Linked DNA regions of Gossypium hirsutum: region 2 is linked to region 1. The links are chromatin contacts, called in public Hi-C maps. All regions are on one chromosome and are shown on one strand. Each heading gives the region's core, a stretch centred on a gene start, on an enhancer-like site or on the middle of the called end of the contact. The rest is flanking DNA. Distances are from core to core; before and after follow the strand shown.

What was found. Hi-C and Micro-C count contacts between places; a contact is called where the count stands out from the background.
Region 2: a Hi-C map of leaf shows a contact between it and region 1, with 1.9 times the contacts expected there. The contact joins the promoter of LOC107886039 here to the promoter of LOC107886024 in region 1. A contact is called at or near these places in 9 of 34 Hi-C or Micro-C datasets (callus and leaf).

Annotation. Positions count from the first base shown.
Region 1 is chrA03:9,793,335-9,796,997 of Gossypium_hirsutum_v2.1, forward strand. LOC107886024 (universal stress protein PHOS34) reads right to left here and starts at 1,844. Exons shown (of 4, transcript XM_016809810.2): 1 at 1,349-1,844; 2 at 1,147-1,256; 3 at 951-1,069; 4 at 345-653. The coding sequence starts at 1,523. The coding sequence ends at 563.
Region 2 is chrA03:9,975,868-9,979,530 of Gossypium_hirsutum_v2.1, forward strand. LOC107886039 reads left to right here and starts at 1,876. Exons shown (of 3, transcript XM_016809832.2): 1 at 1,876-2,340; 2 at 3,588-3,663.

The DNA of each region.
Region 1 (3,663 bases), core at 594-3,093:
TTGCCTATTTTTTAAGTAGAGGGGGCAAATTGCAATTCGATTCCTAGTACAAAAACCAATATTTTTACCAATCATCTTATTGTATGTATGTATATATGTATTTTTTAAAGTTTATATAATAATAATAATAAAAAAGATGAAGATAAAAATACATTCAAAATAATATTGGATGAGGACACCTATAGTTATACAATTTTATTTATTTTTTTGATAATTTAACAAATTAAAAAAATAAATTTTTGATAATTTAACAAATTAAAACTCCGTTAATGGATAACATTGAAATCAAATGCTTAAATATATGAGTAAATAGTTTCTAAAGTAAAATAAATAACAATAAAAGATTGTAGAACATTGTTACTTTAATCCAAACCGTGGACAATGTCACAACATGTGGAACCAATCTTAATTAAGCAGTCTCTCAGGATCCGAGTACAATCTGAGAATCAAGATGTCCACACATACATAAATACATCACTCACATAGAAACAGAAACAAGGCACATCAATTATTTCCAAAGATGCATATACTATTGCAGAAAACTAATTGCAGACTTTTGTGATCAAAATCCATGAGCACTAGGATCCTTCACAATTGTTACAGGACAAGTTGCATTTACCATCACATAATTGCTCACACTTCCGATCAGTACCCTAATTTCAATCAAAATCACCATATCAGAACTAAAAAAGAATGATGACAAGAAGAGGAAGGAACAATATGTTACAATTCGACCTGAAATTGTTCTTTGTAGATGTTTCAAGGTTTTGTTATTGACAAGAGTATTTTAATAAATTCGAATTATAGTAACAAAGAGTCCATTTCTGAAATCTGTATCAAAGACAGGGCTCATAACAATTTAATCAATATATGTACCTCAATGAATGATTGGTTTCACCCTTGAAAACATATTTTTCAGTTTCCCAGGAAGATGGTAAAGATTGAATTACCTTTGAATGGTGCCAAGGCCTCTGCTGCCCATTACCAAACAGTCAAGCTTCAAGTCTTCAACGGATTCACATATCTTATCCCTGGCATCACCCCAGTAAATCTTAGCCACAAGAGTCCCCTGTAATCAAATTTTGTGAGCAAACTCAGATTATAAAAAAAAGAAGAAGGTAGAAATACAAAACAGCCTGGGAAAACCTGTTTCTGCCTGGAAGCAATATCAACCAAATCCAAAATCACAGGATCAGGTTCCACCTCATAATGTTTCATCACTTCCTTCTCTCTGAACTCCGATAATGGAATCAAAGCTACAAATAAAAGATCACCCAAGTCAAATGTCGTCAAACTACAAATGACCCATAGCATAAAAAAGGAAAAGTGGAGTATAGGAGTGAGATACGTGAGCCGGTGGTAGACCAAAGAAGGTTGCGAGACTCGTCGCTTTGATGGGGTTTGACATGGATGAGGTAAAGAGTATCCCCTTGGTTTAACAAATTGTCGATGGACCATTTCAGAGCTGCTTTGCTTCCCTTGGAGTAATCCACTGCTACACCGATTTTCTTATCTTTTGTCATCTTTATGAAAATCAAACCCAGAAAAGAAGAGCAAGATTTGATGGCAGGGAGTAGGTGTTGAAATCTAAGCACACGGTTTTGAGGATCAAAGGAGAAGCTATGATGAAATGCTGAAGTGTTTATTGTTTTCAAGGCCAAGGTAGAAAATAGTCAATATCTCGTTGTTAACAATCCAACTCGTATTAAGAAGTGGTTCCCACACCCACCAGTCATAGGCTCATCCCTAATGCCAGCACAGTCTCGAGTTGAGGCTGACTCCACAATTAGATAAACCAGCTGCAGCCCCACCTACCGCTCCTCTCTTTTGAGATGAAAAGAGTGTAGATAATAAAATTAGTTAAACTTATGGAATTAAAAAAAAAAGAGTGTTATTTTTTCAAATTTATTTTTTAAAATAATATTTAAGTACACTTTTAAAATTCTTACTCCCAATTATAAACTTCTTCTTTTTTTTAAATTCCAATGAGTACATAATAATTATCCTTTTTATAAGCAACTCCAGAACATGAGGCTCACATGGATTTTTTCTCTTGGTCTTTTTGGTTTGATTGAGCTCTACATTGTCATAGAACTTTTCTGGTCATTTACGAAACAAAAAGTTGTGTATTAAGAAATTTGAGATTGGAGTTTTTTAGTTTGAATTTTGGAGAAAATAAATAAATAAGTTTTTCTTGGAGAAAACAATAGAGGCAGTTCAATTATTTTTTTTATGTTTTGTGGTTTAGGGTTGTATTTAGAGTTTGTATATATTCAAGGTTTCTATTGTGTTTGAGGTTTGATTGAAAAGTTTAAGAGTCGAAAAACAATATAAAAATTTTAAGTTTGAGACTAGGTGTTGAGTAGGAACTTAAGGCTGCTAATCTTTCCTTCATCGTTCTATAAGGTCCTCAGTTCAGTAATGTTACATTATCGGCAAATCCAGACATGGTGATCGTATAGTAGGACAGGTGGTAAGATCATTGTACGTGGGTTGTCGTCAAGTGTGGTACTACTCTAACATTCTCCTTACTGAGGTAGTACGAAATTATTAAGCTTTAGTGGTTCCTTTGTGGTTCTCTCTTGAAGGTGAGAGCATTATTGCTAAGAGTGGTGGCTTGGAAGCCAAGACATTTGAGTGACTAGTCATAGACTGACCAACAGGGTGATCTACAATGGAGACCGTCTTGGATGATCTTCAAATGAGGGTCATTTGCAGACATCTCATAGTGCCACATGTCTACACCAAGTAGTAGGGATGGATCCAGTGAGCGCGGGATGGCAGTTGCCCCCTTGGAATTTTTAGATTTTTGAATTTTCTATATAAATTATCATGTATTTTAGATTTGGTGTCCATATTGTATAACATTCTCACCGCCATTGGCCAAATTGTATTTCATATAATTCGTCCCCTTAAGCTATAAGGTTATACTATATATTAACAAAGTATTTTTCAATTTTTAATTATATAACTTCAATAATAATCAAATATTAATGTATGATGGGCTTTGAAAGACTAAATTTAGGGGCTCAATATGGACTTTAAAGCCAAATTGATTTAGCCCATACCCATACAAATTAGGTTAGTGATTTTCTTGGTGTCTTGCTAAGAAATTATCTTCCTCTAGTAAGGTACCGACACTGCCGAGAGAAAAAAAAGATTTTGATGTAGAGACTAAAAGCACCAAGTAAAAAAATACAAATTATCTTCCTCTCGGCTCTTTACGTAAAAGACCTCTCAGTAAATATTTTTGCATAAATTATGTTCTTTATTTATTTGACTTATTTTTTTCTTTTTCCTAATATTTTGTTTAATACATTATTACAGTCTTCGAGTTTTTTGATTAAATTATGGTCAACAAAAAGATTGAATCTTTTTTCCAAGAAAAGGGTGTCAGAAAACAATAATGATTAATTAATTCCTCAACCTTCTATTATTTTAGAGAAAAATCAAATATCGAATCTTCCTAAGCTCTTGAACGAGATATTAGGTATACGCAATATTAAGTCTTCCCAAGCTTTTGAACGAGATACTAGGTCTTCTCTATCCCAAGATCCTAAACGAATTATCGAGTCTTCCCAAGCTCATAAATGAGATATCAGGTTTTCTCAAGTTCTTGAACATCCTCGTAAGGTGTTGAGGGTCAAAATAAAGGAATTTGAT
Region 2 (3,663 bases), core at 626-3,125, 180 kb after region 1:
GTCAAGGTGGGGATTGTTAGAATTAAGTGACCGAAATTCTTATTTAAATAAAATACGATGGAAAATAAAATAAAAGTAAAATTCATATAGAACTAGACTTCTTTTATTTTATTTTAGAATAAGGTTTTTTAAACCTTATTAAACTCCATCTATTTTATATTGATTAGGATAAGGTGTTTCAATCGTACTAGAATATGACTTTACAAGCCTATAAATAGACATAGTCTATTCCTCTTGTATTGACTCAAAATTTTCGACATAGTGAATTTTCTTCTTTTCTGCCCTTGATTTTTTCCCGAAAGGGTTTTCACGTAAAATTTGTGTGTTATTTTATTTTATTTTTCACAATGTCCAACTATTAACATAATTAATTTTTTAGTTAAAATTGTTGTTGTGACATTTTGAAATAATAAAAAAAAAACTACTCACTTGATAGCTATGTAATTAAAAAATAAATGTTGTATTAGCCTGAAATTAACAAAAAAATTAACAATATTTAACAACTAAACCTGAATTTTGAAATCTAAAAAGTAATAAGACTAAATTCTTAAAAATACAAATACAAAGACTAAAATCCTAATTTTTTAAAAGTAGAAAGATTATAAACATATTTTACTCAATAAAATATATTTTCTAACTATTTTTGGAATTAATTTAATTTTACCATTTAAACTTTGAAATCAATTCTATTAGCTATTTTTTATAGACTATTATAAATCAATGTCTCATTTCTATTATCTAATTTTATATTTGGTAGATTTTTTAGTATTTGGTGTACCGTTTTATTTTTTTTATACTTTTGTAAAAAGTTAAATTACTATAAATAAAAATCATTCAAATATCAATTATGATAATTTTAAAAATTCTTGATTTTATTAGAGAGATGGTTAAAATATTTATTAGACACTTATTTGATACGGGTTCGAATAATGTTAGCTCCATCTTTTACTCTTAAAATTGTATTTAAAATATTGTAATAATTTTAAATTGTAATTGTATCTAAAATTTTACTAATTTTTAATGTCATGCACGTGATTTTAAATATTTAATATTATATTTTTAATTACAGTAATTAAAATAAAATATTTTTTTTAAATTATTTAATATAATTAAAATATATTAACTTATCACAATTCAAATATTATAATAAAAATTTTAAATAATAATTAAAATATAACATACTCAACATACAATATAGTTTTACTTTATATAATTAATGCAAAGTAACATTATTCAAAATAATAACTAATTAATATAATTAACTCAAATTAATTAAGTGATAATTAATATGTTTAAAATTCTATTTAAATAATAATTCTATTTTACAATAATAAAATTAGCATATTTTTTAACTAATACTTGTAAATTATAATTATAATTATCACAAATGTCTTTTCTATATTTTGTTTTTGTAATTTAAATTTTAATTATTTTTAAATACATAATTCTCACAATTTTTATTAAATTAGATTTTTTCCAAAGTTTTAATTATCATAACTGATGTTTCATTTTAAGTTATTTAACTAATAATTTTAAATTAAATATCAAAATTATTTTTAAATGTGAATTTTAATAATATAATTTAAAAAAAATATTTTTTCCAGTTGAAATGCATGTACTTTTATATAAGTTATATATAGATAAAAAATTAATTTAAATTTTATAGAAATTAATCTAAGTCGGAGAGAATTCAGAATGGTGAAGACGGAAGAACTCCCAGTATATACAGATGATCAACGACTCCATCACACCGTTCATCAATCAATAATGGCCGCCGATCACAAAATATAAGATCTAATCAAGCGGTGGACCCACCACTTTCATATATCAGCTTTTTTATGTACGGTCCGCCCGCACATAACCCTCTCCCGTCTCCCATCTCTCTGATCTGATGTGACCATTTGATTTTAATCATTTCTCATAAATCTTCCACTAACAACCGTCCGATTAAAAAACTACTTTTTTTAATAAAAAGAACGTTAATCAATTGCAACAAACTATCGCAACCCACTTTCTCCGCTCGCTTTGACTGTCTTTAGTCTACTCTTCGAGCCATTAAACCAAATAAATAAATCTCTCTTCGGCTGCGACTTTGTTTTGTGCTTTGGGATTTTTGTAGTGAAAATTTTTGTTTCATAAAAGCTATATTGTTTTTTTTTTCGAGGAGATTCATCATTGTTTCTGGCGTTTTTATCTCTCGTTTTTCGCCTCTGATCTTCTTTGGTTTGTCCTTTTTTTACTGTCCAATGCGCGGCCGAAACGTGGCGTTTCTTCCCCTAGGCGTTGGTGTTTTCCGTTACTGACGGCGATTCCGTTCAGCATTTTCCAGTACCCGGACCGGTATGTTTTTCATTTTCCGGTTGGTTCCCGGGAAAATTTTTTAATGCTGTTGAGTGCTGAAGTTAACAAGTACATTTCTTTTGTTTTCTTTTTTGTAAAGAATGATATGATAAACATTGGACACTTAGAATTTGGATTCCTAAAAGAGAAAAGAGATAAAGTGAAGTGAATCTTTCTTTAAAGAAATTATTATTTTTCTAAAAAGAGAAAATAAATCGCGTGTGATTAATTTGGTGAAATAAACGAGGTTTTTAGTTCATAGAAGCTTGTGAGTTTGAATAAGCTGTGGACAATTTTCTCTTTTCATTAAACTTAAAGTGGATTGGTAATAACTCTTCATTTTTACCTTATCTGAAGAACTACTTTCAATTATTTGTTGTCGTATGGACCACTCACTGTCGGTTCTTTTCAAACTGTACATCAAGATTCTCTGGTTTCAGTTTTAGTTCCAATTTTGTATTCACCGCCCTGTTTCAATTTATCAACCTTGAGCTCTTTAAACTTTTGAGAATTTCATTCACTTTTATAAGATTTTTAGAACCGTTTAGCGGAAATTGTTCGCTAGAGGTCTACTTTTGTAGTGAATTTGTTTTTTTAAGTGATTTGAGCTCTGGTGATTGTGAATTAGTTTTTGATGCATAGTCTGGAAAGTATTAAAAGAAAAGTGCATGGGTTTTAATTGTTTAGCTAGGAATCACATAGCAATCTGTGGTTGATTTATGGTGTACTCAGAAGGAAACAAATTTGACTGGAACCCTTGTGCTTACTGAGTTAGGAGATATTATTTGAGAAATAAGTTTTATGGCGCAACTGGTTTGTTGCAATCTTTAGTTTTGGCATTTGCTGCTCTTCATTCTATTGGTGTATTAGTATTTTTAATGTCAACTGTTAAGTGTTCGGGGATGCTTATGCTAAGTTTATTTAGTGTTATAATAATATTGCAAAAAAGATTAAGAGCTTTTAGTTTTGGCCATTTTTTGAATGATGTTTAGCTATTAAAGGGTAAGGACTAGTTAAATACTCAATACTATAGCTGCTTGTGGGGATATCCCACAACTTCATCAATGTTAAGAGAATCAATGCTTGTTGCTTTAGGGGTTATGTTCTCTTGGTTGCTCTAGTTACTAAAGTTTCATCCAACATTTGTTTCAAGAATCTTATGCCACTATGCATGTGATTGACTTGTTTTGTTTTCAATTTGATCTGGTTCTATAATATTCTTATATAATGTTTTTTCTTATGTCTAGAGTGGTATGAATGATGATGAACTGAATCAAACTGTGCGGCTGAAAGGGATCTGAAGTTGTTAATACCTATACGGAC